Linked DNA regions of Bombyx mori: region 1 is linked to region 2. Evidence: chromatin contacts called from public Hi-C data. All regions are on one chromosome and are shown on one strand. Each heading gives the region's core, a stretch centred on a gene start, on an enhancer-like site or on the middle of the called end of the contact. The rest is flanking DNA. Distances are from core to core; before and after follow the strand shown.

What was found. A called contact is a pair of places that touch in the nucleus more often than the background predicts.
Region 1: a contact with region 2 is called in a Hi-C map of whole pupa, with 4 times the contacts expected there. The contact joins two enhancer-like sites. A contact is called at or near these places in 3 of 7 Hi-C or Micro-C datasets (posterior silk gland and whole pupa).

What each region holds. Positions count from the first base shown.
Region 1 is chr13:7,911,000-7,917,600 of ASM3026992v2, forward strand. No RefSeq gene overlaps it. Among protein-coding and RNA genes, the nearest start is that of LOC101743982, 25 kb to the right of the region's middle. Within about 2 kb of position 1,807, at least 8 of the 8 cell types and tissues checked have open chromatin away from gene starts, as enhancers often do.
Region 2 is chr13:7,777,001-7,783,739 of ASM3026992v2, forward strand. No RefSeq gene overlaps it. Among protein-coding and RNA genes, the nearest start is that of LOC110385540, 48 kb to the right of the region's middle. Within about 2 kb of position 3,276, at least 8 of the 8 cell types and tissues checked have open chromatin away from gene starts, as enhancers often do.

The sequences.
Region 1 (6,601 bases), core at 557-3,056, 130 kb after region 2:
GGTGAATTCAATGCTTACAGCTGAGTTGAGATTAAGCTGCTTACCGCTGCAAATCTCGATAGAATAAAGACATGTCATACCGCCCAGGAAACACTAAGGAGATAAGTTAATTCTAAAGCCAGATGGTACATGGCAGAAAAGATCTCTGTTACGCATGTGGATGAAGAAAAAGTGTTTCTATGTAATATGGATAACGTCTGCTCCAGTAGCGGGTTGTGTGATAGGAAGGACAAGATGATGGGATCAGCTCAAATAATTCCTCAGAGCATATAAACTCACTCTTAATGGCATTGGAATAAAAGCTGTTCTACCTATCAAACTCATGTTGACTGTTTTACGGCAGGGTGGTCGAAGCGATCTGTGCTAGTTTATAGTCAATATGTTGTTAATAACTTATACCTCCGTCGTGGAAGTCGTTGGTGAATGCGTTTTAGGCTTAATCGATTTTTTTACCAATTAAAATTAGCATGTGTCTAAAATGTTATGCCTATCAAACCACGGCTTTCTTTTTCCTACCTATGCTGATAGCCTTGAGAGGCTATTTCAGCTTCACCCTAACGTTTGTAGGTGAGCTCACGGGGCTCAAACCGGAGAGTTGCTAACACTGACCCTAGCAAGAGCAGTGCTTCGCAGAATCTACCACAGGATCGGAAACGCGACCCACTGAGAAGATCCGGCGAGAAACTCAGTGGGCTGTGTCTATGGGTCAGTTCGCTCGTCGAGCCCTTCGTCGTAAGCGACGGGTTCGACGAGGACGGTGACCAGTGCTTGTGGTGACTAAAAGCATCGTTAATGGATCAGGAGGATCCGTAATGACGTGCTTTGGGCGACGTCGAGGGTTTACCATTCGGTCTACAGGGTCGGGTATGTAGTTTCCAGTGGCCACGACAAGAGGGTTCTCATATCGTGCCGCCTTCTCAAAGTGGCGCAGCGATGCCGACTGTAGATACTTACTGACGGAGTCGAGCTCCAGGTCATCGTGGAGATCCACGTTTCTCAGGAACTATGGTGCTCCGACGGCTATCCTGCAGAATCGGAATTGAATAACCTGAAGGGGCTTCAAGTTGGTGCGGGCTACGTGAGCGAACACTACGCTTGCATTTGTCATGACGGGGCGTATACAAGTTTTGTAGAGATACCACGGCACTCACTCACGGACATGAGTGTTACAGCCACCTTGATCTATTAGGACACCTCTTATTTTAATTAATACATTTTTAGTAAAGAAAATTGTTGAAAAACTCACAGAGCGTCGTCTTAGATGATACGGACACGTAATGTGGAGAGACGATGAGTATGTCGTTCACTGGGCAATGGACCTGCCTGAAAAAAGTCGTGGAAGAAGACGCCTGCCGAGCACATGATGGACAAATACGAAAATACTTCAAGAGACCCAACTTGACAGTATGACGACTCTGGGTAGAACTGGGTAGAGCGGACGAATTAAGTGAGACGACCCCGCCTAAAATGGAAGAAGGAAGAATAAGCTTGTTAGTAAAGATAAATTAGATGAAATTAGACACCGATTTACGGCTAAATGTACTTCTTCCATATACATAATATAAATTTATAATTAGTTATAAATATATTTAAAGCTACGAACTAGGCGCAAAATCCAATTTATTTAAACAAATTAAAAGATATAGAGATTATTCAAAAAAATTCATATATATTTTTAATTACTTTAAGTTTTTCTTAAAAATCACAGAAATTTCATTAAAATTAAATATTCTTAGGTTCGCTACTGACATCTGTGTAAATATACAATGCTTAAAAAACCTTAATATTATTCAACGCATACCATTCTTCGAAATGATTTCATAAATATCCAATAGATGTCACTATACTAATTTTATTTCAGCGCCATCTATAAAGGAGGGCGTGCTTTATGTAGGTTAGACATAACGTTCTTTGCAACTATGTATCAACCAAGTTCTGGAAAATAGAAAGAGATGGCAGGTTAATAAGAAATAATAAAATTTGTAATTCGTTATTTCAAATCAGGCATCATAAAGATTTCAGGGCGTGAGTTATTGTAGGTTTGTAATGCAGGCTAAGGAACCCCGGTAACCGTACTCGTCGAACTCGACAAAGAGGTCGACGTGCAACCTAACCCATGCATCAGCCCGCTGAGTTTCTCGCCGGATCTTCTCAGTGGGTCGCGATTCCGATCCGGTAGTAGAGTTGTTAGGTCTCCTTCGGAGGCGCTCGGGCAGTTGTTAGCAAATCCCACCCCTCCTGGCTGAGCCTTTGCTCGCCCACCTGTCCTGGTGAAGCTGGAAAGGCCTCCGGGCCACCAGTAATCTTTCAATCACAAAAAAAAAAAAAAAAAGGTTTGTAATATATCTAATTCTATGACCGTGCTTATTAGCGATTATGGGTTTCCTTACAAGAAAATACTTTTACATTATCTTTATAGTGGCTATAAGGATGAAAATATTTTTTAGTGCTAATATCGGCTGTCAGTACCGCAACGCTAATTTTAAATCCAAAAAGTATGTGCGAATGGGCAGACCATTAATTTTTCATGCATTATTTGTGGTTTGTATAATAAAACTTTTTTTTCATAATTCCTAACAGGTAAATTAATTGCTTGTTAAAATTAAATCAACTATGTATTTACCAAATGATTTTTTTTCTGGTGAACATCCAATTTTAAATGTACATTTTTGATATTTCATTAAAATTTAAGATTTTTTTTAAATTATGGTTTATAAGAGTTTACACTGAATTGTTACGCGTAATTATCGGCCACGTTCTATTTCGTTTTAATAATCATTACTTGCCATTTCTTTTAAATCTTAAACTAAAGTGAATTTTTAATTGCCCTAAGCATGACAATGTGTACTTAGTAGAACAAAATTAATAATGATTATCTCCATGTGCTACTTATCGTGCATATTGTTCATCGTACAATTTTTAGAAACATTTTCAATATACCTATCATGCGTGTCGTATCATCATCAGTCCAGGGACGTATTCCGATGATCATAGGCCATTCGCCATAACGACCCGTACGATGCTACCCGCATCCGGCGGATTTCCGTAACCTTCAGCAGGTCGACGGTCCATTAGATCCGTGTGTCGTATGCATTAAAATAAAATGCCATCTTTCGAAATTATTTGATAATATTATAAACTAGGGGACCCGGCGAGCTTTGTTCCGCCACACGGTTTGTTTCAAACACATCAACCGGTCAACTTCAAAATTTAACCATAGAACGTTTAGCTGTCAGTTGCGTTTTGTTATTCCATATCAGTTGCGTTTTGTTATACCACGTTTTATGTCACGTCCCACGGGAATGTGATATAAAGTATCCTATGTCCTTCTCCTGGCTCTAAGCTACCTCCTCACCAATTTTCAGCAAATCAGTTCAGCCGTTCTTGAGTTATAAATGGTGTAACTAACACGACTTTCTTTTATATATATAGATTACAATAAGTTATCACATATACAACTATTTACCTACTATAGGTACAGAAATACATATACATATTAGGTGAATTAAACCTTTACCTTTCATCTCTTTTCAGCCTATGAGACATGAGGTCGAAGTCTCAATTTTATTGTATAACGGTTGATCCCATCCATAAACAATTTTTTTTTTTTATGATTGAGAGATTACTGGTGGCCCGAAGGCCTTTCGAGTTTCACCAGGACAGGTGGGCGAGAAAAGGCTCAGCCAGGAGGGGTGGGATTTGCTAACAGCTGCCCGAGCGCCTCCGAAGGAAACCTAACAACTCAAGAGCAACTGTTTCGCGAATGAATCTACTACCGGATCGGAATCACGACCCGCTGAGAAGATCCGGCGAGAAACTCAGAGGGCTGATGCATGGGCTAGGTTGCACGTCGACCTCTTTGTCGAGTTCGACGAGTACAGTTACTGGGGTCCCTAAGCCTGCTCCTAGTATTAGAGCTGAAGGCATCTAATGCAAACGTTATTGGATCTGATGGATCCGTAAGGACGTGTCTAGGGCGTCGACGGTGACTGGCTCCTGCATGATCAGGATTCGGGAAGTAGTCAGCGGCGGTAACGATAAGGCGATTATCATGACGCATAGCCTTATCGAAGTACCGTTCCGACGCTGACTTCATGTATTTCTGGATTGATTCAAGGCCCAGGTCGTCGTGTAGGTCAACGTTCCTCACGAACCACGGAGCCCCTACGGCTAACCTGCAAAAGCGGGATTGTAGGGATTGGAGGGTGTCTATGTGTGTGCGGGCCGCGTGAGCGAACACCACACTCGCGTAAGTTATGACGAGCCTTATGCAAGTTTTGTAAAGTGTCACCTTGTTCCGAAGAGACATTTTACTCCGCTTACAGATCATGGGATAGAGTATGCCGAGAATAAATGCGGCACGGTCGCGGACTGTTTTTATGTGTGGGCGGAATGTCATTGATGCATCCAGGGTGACTCCCAGGTACTTAACCTTCCTGACCCAGGGTATAGGTTGGCCGAAACCATAACGCATGACTACTTCGCAGCAGAAATCAACAGTATGGTGGTAACTCGACGTGCGGCCTCAAAATGCGGCATACAACTATGGACCACTACCTACGTGATAAGGCCATTTATTTTGATGTTTTTGTTGCAAATTTCTATTTATCCCATGAGGTATTTTTTTTAAATATAATTATCCTTATATTAGGCACCGTTAATTTAATAAATGTCGATAACTTGAGAAATCCCTTAAATTCCCGAAGAGAAATGATACATATGCAAATGGTTTTCATAAAGACTTTTGATCTGCAATAAAGTCCCGAGGGATCGGTTCCAATATCTGTGGAGCGATTTGCGTTGCCTTTAAATTCTCTTTAAAACATTGATCCCGAGAGTTCCGCTTGGTGCTGGTCGATTAAACGACGTCTTGAATACCTAATAGGAGAGATCTCGAGTGCTCTCTCCGATTCACTCTCCGGCGCATAAATTAGCGGTGTGAGCACACTACCACCGCAATTCCGCAAAAACTCCAATTGTAGGGGAAAGTTTGGTGATTAAGCCGTGAGGCGTGGCACGGCCAGGTCTGCTCCTGACAGTTAGTGCCTCCGCTTGTTATAATCCGTTAAACTTTCGACCCTCGTCAAGGTACAGTGAGAATTAATGGGAATGCCTCGTTTTTTCAGATTTACGATATGCTCTTTCTGGCACCCTCAAACTTTGAATATGCTCAGAAGATAATCTATGTAAGGCCTGGATTACATTTGCACGAGTTGAGAGCATCGCTCTCATCTTATTATCTCTCAGTATCTCTCAGTATTAATTTGCACTCTCCTCTGTGTGAAACGCTCTTAGCAAATTTGCACATTAACGAAGCATTTTTTTTTTTGTTCATACATACATGTACACTCCGAAAATATGATCTCTTGTGTCCAAAGTGAATATGTAAATTTACAAAACAACTTGAATTTCATATTTCCATAACGAGATTTAAAATGAGAACAGTATTAACGAAAAGCTATGATTGTGAGGCTAAGAAACTCGAACGACCGTTGTAAGTGGAAATATTCAATAGACGCCAAAGATTACGTTCGTGTACGATCGAACCGTTCTCGAATCAGACATTATGATAATCGCAGGTACGAACGAAATCACAATAGGATATAAGAAAACTGGAATTCCCAAAGACGATAACATGGCGGGAAAAATGCTACAGCACACCAAGAGCAATAAAGACAGGCAACAATTTATTTATATGACGCTTTGGGGAGAAGTTATCCGTGGATCCGGCGAATGAACGAGGTAAAATCAAGTTGATGCGTGCCCAAATCGAAAACGAGAAAATGGAATGTTTCTCTGTGTTCGTAACGCAATCACGAATAATCTCCTTACAAGCTATTGGCTTGGTTAAGCTATAGACTAGCCGGCGTTGATACTTATTGCTTATGTTCAACTTATTTCTCGGTAAAATATAGGCTTAGGCATCGAGTTCGATTTTTTTTGTTACTTTTTTATGTTACTACAAGGATTTGATAAAACAGCTTCAAGTGTTTGTGAATAGGAGCCTGCGTCAGATTTTGAAAATCTTTTGGCCTGAGACGATCACTAACAAAGAGCTGTGAAGGATCACCAAGCAGACACCAATGGAGAAGGAGATCCTTACGCGGAAGTGGCATTAGATTGGTCACATATTGAGAAAGCCTGATACCCACCTATCAAAGAGAGTATTGACCTGGAAAGTGTCTGGCAAAAGGAAGAGAGGCCACCCCGAACAACTTCGCGTCGCTTGGTGGAGCAGGAGCTAGATGTCTTGGGCATGACGTAGGAGGAGCTAAAACAGACTGCCCAAGACGGATGTAAATGGAAGGATTTGATTCGATCCCTACACCCCAGCAGAGGGTAATAGGAAATAATGATGATGATGACATATATATTATATCCAATTATGTAAATAAAGATAGTTTTCCTTCACGCTTGTAATTACTGTTCCTGGATAAATATATCTTTTTTGTTTTAGGTATAAATAGGCATCGCAATGATTTTCAAAAACTGGCACAGAGATAGAGAATCTGAGACTTTTATGATCTGCCAAATTCTTAGTTTGCCGCTACATAAATACATTCAAAATTATTATCATAGCATTAATAAATAGGTAAATAGA
Region 2 (6,739 bases), core at 2,026-4,525:
ACCGGGCTGCAGGGCGGGATCGATGGAGACAGTTGGTTGACGAAATCGGACGGAGTCACGATCCTCAGCAGTGAGGAACCGATCGAAGAGAGAGAGAGAAGTACCATTACTAGGCACAAGTAAACATTTAAGTACCATTTCCTATTAAGTTTGTTAATCGATTTTTTTAGAACAAAAGAAATATGTGATTCGCAGAATGAATTTAATTCTTGACATTGTTATTTATGGTCGAATTCCGGACATTAGACGAATATCAGTATACATATCACAACGTGAACCTCGCGAGAAGAGTTCGAAGTCTCAATTGGAATATGTAGTCTATAGCGGCTTACAATTTAAATCAGTATAGGTATATTGCTACTTCACGACCGAAATAGGTAGGTAGGGGTGGTGGTACGTTCCCGTGCGGGCTTATATTACGCCCTTATCACTAATTAATGTCGACCCTTTGCTGAAATAATACTTTAAGAACGGCGCTAACCATTTTCTGGTGGTGAATTCCTTAGTCGCCTTTTACTACATTCACGCTATTATGCTGGTCTAGGCAGATAAACAGTCACACGGCCTTTACAAGAAAAAAGTCAAAACAAAAATAGAGTTAGTTCTTCGGTTCTTAGATTTTGAATCGGCACGCTGCCAACATTTTCATCGCATATTTTTAAACTACAATACTCGGTTCGTGAAATATATGACGCCCGAGTTGATTGCCCGAGTTACGATTTTACTTTTCAAATAAACTTTGTAAGCAGTGTATAAGATAATTGCTTTATATAAAACGAGAATGAGCACATACATCACTAATAATACAGTCATATTTATTATGATATAAAAAGCGAGCTCCCTTTACATTGGTTGATTGTGTTATTTTTTATCTTTAACACACATCGCAGCGAAGTAAAATAATAAAATATCCAAACCAATATGAAAACATAAAGTGCGGATTATTTATTTATTTTCCTGGATAGAAGAACAAACTGCTCACCTCATGATCATAATGAGTAAATACAAATTTTCATGGTCGTAAATAATGTCGGATACGATCGTGTAATAAAAATCAAACCCGCAAAATTATAATTTGTGTAATTACTGGTGGTAGGACCTCTTGTGAGTCCGCGCGGGTAGGTACCACCGCCCTGCTTATTTCTGCCGTGAAGCAGTAATGCGTTTCGGTTTGAAGGGTGGAGCAGCCGCTGTAACTATACTTGAGACCTTGAACTTTATCTCAAGGTGGGTGGCGCATTTACGCTGTAGATGTCTATGGGCTCCAGTAACCACTTAACACCAGGTGGGCTGTGAGCTCGTCCACCCATCGAAGCAATAAAAAAAAAAATACTTCGCTGAGTCGCTATCTTTCACTTAGGAGTCTTTGTACAAAAGGGCTATACAAATAGCGCTCGGGAAACAAATCGACAAACAAGACAAAATTTTCGCGTCGCGAAAAAGGTCTGATATAATATGTACGTGGATCAGCATACCTGTCCCAGTATGAGCGTGATGTCCTCTGGTGGTCGATTATGCGATAGTAATGGAGACGAATTTCATCACAAACAATAAATTCGTCAGAGCAATCATATGATCACACTATATTGATTTTACGTATGTGATCTCACTGTACAAACACAATTTTATTCTGTTCCATTTTTATTATATAAAATTAATATTTAATATGCGACACTGATAATCCAAGATATAGTAGGTAACAACGTTTTGTTCTATAGGTAATGCAGAAGCTCTGTGTCTGAGTATTTGTAAAGGTGAATAGAAAAATAATAGAAAGATCTAAAGTGGAGGTGAAGAAGCCGCCAAAGGAAGTACTTACTTGAATGGAAAATATATTCAATATCATAGCAGTCTGGATACTAAAATTGGGACACAGTACATATTTTATTTGTGTTTTTATTTTTATTTTTCTACTTCCCTTGTAGGCAGACGAGCATACGGCCCACCTGATGGTGAGTGGTTAGCGTCGCCCATGGACTTGAGCAATGCCAGTCTACCGCTTAATAGTCTCCACAAGTCTCGTTTGAAGAAGGACATATCATAGCGCTCGGGAAACACCGTGGGGGGGGGGAGTTCATTCCATAGCCGGATGGTACGTGGCAAAAAAGGCAAAAAATACCTCTGGAAACCCACTGTGGATGACTGCAGTGGCTCCAGGTAGTATGGATGAACTCTACTCCGGTGGCGGGCGGTACGATGGTATAAACGAGATGAGTATAAACGAGATGATTGGATCATCTCAAATATTTTTTCAGAGCATTGCTCATGGAACATACGGTAAAAAACACCGAGAGAACCGAAGTGTCTCCGCAGAACCAGATCTTCCAAAGGATCCGTGAGAATGGGATTATCGACAATCCGAACGGCCCTTTTCTGTATAGAGTCAAATGGATGAATGGAGTGGTTAAATTGAATATTTACCAAACAATATTAGTATACAATATACAATATTAGATCAACAAGGAATGACATTACTATGAGACTCTTAGTTTAAACAATATTTATAACACAATTTCGACTAATTTCCATAAGAAATTCCATTCTGTTTTAGCTCAGAACACATCCTAGCACTAATAATATTCTAATCGAGAGGTGAAATGCTATTTGTTTTATGCTACAGTTTTGCAACATTACAAGTGAGCAATATTTAAAGCTTACAATTTGGAAAAAATATCGCAACAAAAATACTTCATCAGCTTATTACATAGAATGGGCTTCATTGAAGTTCAATTAAAAACATCGAATTGTTTATGTTATCAAATAAAACGGACCTGTAATTACATGTCACGTATTAAGTTAAATATCGTTTAAACTAAATATCTTTTCAACCCTCGATATTAGAATTTATAAATATTATGTTGTCAATGTTAGTTTCACAGAATTAGAAACAGGATGTGATTACCTTGTAAATAATAACCGAAAACAATACTTTACTAAGTTCCTGCAGGACAAAGAATTCAAATTGTATCGTCGTCTGCGATTTCGATCTAAACACGTAGTATATTTGTATATTGTTCTGTTTCTAAAGTTTTATTGATTTTAACAGAGCAATGGAGATGCAGAGAAATCCACAAGTTAATAGTGCACAGTTACATTTTGGACATATTTTTATTTAGTCTTCTGGTGGAAAAAACAAAATAATAAAAAAAGTAAATTCCAAACATTTACTGCAACAGAGTCTCCATCTGTTTTTTAGGTACTATACTAATAAGAAATCAACTCTACAAGTTTTCCTATTTTCTCCAAACCCAATTTTACATTATTCCAAATAGTGTTGACGGAATCCACTAGGTGGCAGTATGATCTTAGTATTGTCTTATTAAGAACATAGATGGCTGCATGATCTCTACTGAAATTTATGTTAGGGTTTCTAGTTTACCTTAAATTTGTTCTGATTATGGACATTATTATTTTAAAATATTTTATTTTAGTTCAATGAATAATGAAACAGCTCTCATCTTATTAAGCGGTTGACGTCGCTTATGGACACTGATAATACTAGGAGCACAGTCAGGTCACTAGCCAAGCGTAGATGGTCTAAAAGACTAAAAGTTATACAAAAGATTGATCCACGAACCACTTAAACATATTACAAGAAATTATATGATTAATTTTCCAGAAAAAATCGATTAAGTAAAGGTCCCGGGCTCGACTTGCCCTCTCTGGACAATAGACAAGAATTCGGCTACCTATAAATTATAACAGCGCAGCATTTACAATTTCATAGTTAACATCTATTAAGATAATTTATAGTCGTTTAATATTCTAGTAAAACGCAGAGATTTGATTATATTGATGTAAATATTTTTTGTAGTTTCGAGTCGTGGTGCATCGCGTGTCGCGTGCTTCCGACTTCTTTTTTTATTCACGTTCAGGGTTTTGTAGCCGTGTGTGTAGCTCACAAAAACTAAACTGACCAGCGACTACTGGAATATACGAGTAATTTTTGTCAATTTCATAAATTACACGGCGTGCAGAGTGATTGTTGGTGGCCGCGGGCATTATAGAGCCACTACTTATGGACGAAGACTGTTTTGATAAAATGAATTAGAAATAATAGGAATCTAATGTTCATTTAAATATTTTTAGTTTCATTAAAATTACTTTTATGGTTCAATCTTGCGTTTCGTTATTTTCTTTTTATGAACACGTTGGTAAATATTGAACGGGTTTTTACTACAATTTTTCGTTTGGTCTACATAGTCCTGAAAGTTTTACACAATTTACATATTTACAAATAAATAAAACCGCTGTTTAATACATGCATATGAATGTATATACGGTACATAGGTATACCAAAATAACATTTTTTACAATATTTGTTTGTTCCAGCTAATCTCTGAACGGCTGGATCGATTTTGACGGGACTTTCACTAGCAGATAGCTAATGTAATAAGGAGTAAATTAAGCTACTCTTATTTTAGAAAAATCTAAAATTATTATATAACAAAGTAATGTTTTCTTAAATTCCACACGGACGAACATGGATAGGTATAACAAGTTTTAAATAAATTGGATTGGTAAAACATAAGGTTATAAGATTTTTTATTTTTATTTTTGGTGAGTAACAGTAGATTGTGAAATGACGCTTTATTGTTACCGATGTTGTAAAACATACAAATCTCCTTTGTCAGTCGACGTTGACTCGATGAGCTTAATGTACCTACATTATAATATGTAGTTCTTATACTGAGCTGCGGCGTGGAAATTGCTCGATGGCGCCCCTCGATTCCACCGCGAAATTTGACTCGGCAAGACCGTTGGATCTCGCGCGTCGCCGACAACGGTGACGTCATTTCGATTAGCTATCAAGATCAGTGCAATATTACTTACTGTATCTGTCTTATTTATAATGAGCTTATAGAGCACTAGCCGTACTCGCCCGCTTCGCTGCGCATTTAAAATAAACATTATTATTTATTGTCATTATTATTAGGGAGTCCAACACTCATATAAATATGAACCTATCCATTAAATACATGTATTTTCTAAATGGATACCAAGTTTCAAGTCAATCGGATGCATGGTTCAGGAGTTATAACGGAACATCCGTAAAACCACTGTAGATTTAAAATATTAGTATAGACAATACCTACGATAATACACAAAAAAAAATTGATGACCTATAGATCGATTTCCGAAATCAACATAGGACATAGTTTTAGTGGTGGTAGGTCGTCTTGTGAGCCTTCACGGCTAGGTACCACCACCTTACCTACTTCTGCCGTGAAGCAGTAATGCGTTTCAGTTTGAAGGGTGGGGCAGCCGTTGTATTGTAATGCTGAGACTAAGAACTCGTGTTTCAAAGTGGGCGGCACCTTTTATGATGTCGATGTTTATGGGCTCCGGTAACCACTCAACACCATGTGGGCCGAATGCTCGTCCACTCATTTTGAAGTCGTCGTGACCTAAAGGATAAGACGTCCGGTGCATGTCCGGTGTTGAGCAATGCACCGGTGTTCGAATCTCAGGCGGGGATCAATTTTTTCTAATGAAATACGTACTCAACAATTGTTCACGATTGACTTCCATGGTGAAGGAATAACATCGTGCAACAAAAATCAAACCCGCGAAATTATAATTTGCGTAATTACTGGTGGTAGGACCTAATGTGAGTCCGCACTTGTAGGTACTACCACCCTGCCTATTTCTGCCGTGAAGCAGTAATGCGTTTCGATTTGAAGAGTGGGGCAGCCGTTGTAACTATACTTGAGACTTTAGAACTTATATCTCAAGGTGGGTGGCGCATTTACGTTGTAGATGTCTATGGGCTCCAGTAACCACTTAACTCCAGGTGGGCTGTGAGCTTCATTTATAAGGTAAATTATTAAGTTACTAACGAATGATACATTGAATTAGAAGATTACTACTATCGAAAATATGCTTGAACTGTTGTTGTGAGGGCACAATTTCAAAACTACTACAAAAATACATACTTCGACCTAATGTTTCACCCCATATCCGAACTAGGCGACGGGGCAAAGCTAGGCCGCCGTCGCCCAAAACATGTCCTGTCGAATACCCCGGATACACTCTCGGTTCTTTTGGGCTCTTCAAGCACCGGTCCCCTTATTCGTCGAATTCGTCGACTACGACAAAGAGATGGACGTGCCAGCTAGCCCATAGACACAGCCCATTGAGTTCGCGCCGGATCTTCTCAGTGGGTCACGATCTCGATCCGGCAGTAAATTCTGCTTTTGCCAGGGCTAGTGTTGGTAATTTTCTCCGTGAGCTCGCCCAAGCCTGTGAGCTCACCTACCGGTTCGCGCAAATTTGGAATATCCCCTTACGCTACCAACAATTAGGTAATGAACAAAATAATGTCTCACCTAACCTAAAACGACCTTCACTTTCTGATGTCTATAGACAGCGGCAAGGTTGGTGAGCTCTTTCACTAAAAATGACATAGTTGTGACTTCAATGAAATTCATCAAGCATCCGTGTTTATGTTGTCATATCAGTGGGTTCTAGTGAGCACTTAATACAGTGGGGGACCTGAGCTCTTCTGCCCATATTACTTTAGGATAATCTCCCCAGTCTAAAGCAGGGCAGTGTAATCTACTAGTAGGTCTATGGTTTACTATAATATAAGCTAGAAGAATTAATGCTTAGAGCGGTGATCGCAATTCTATTGGTGTTTTTTTAGGCGTTCAAAAATTTATGACGACACGGATCACGTAATTCTGTGATACTAAGCGAAGGATTGTGATTGTGTTGTAGATATCTTGAAACGGTAATG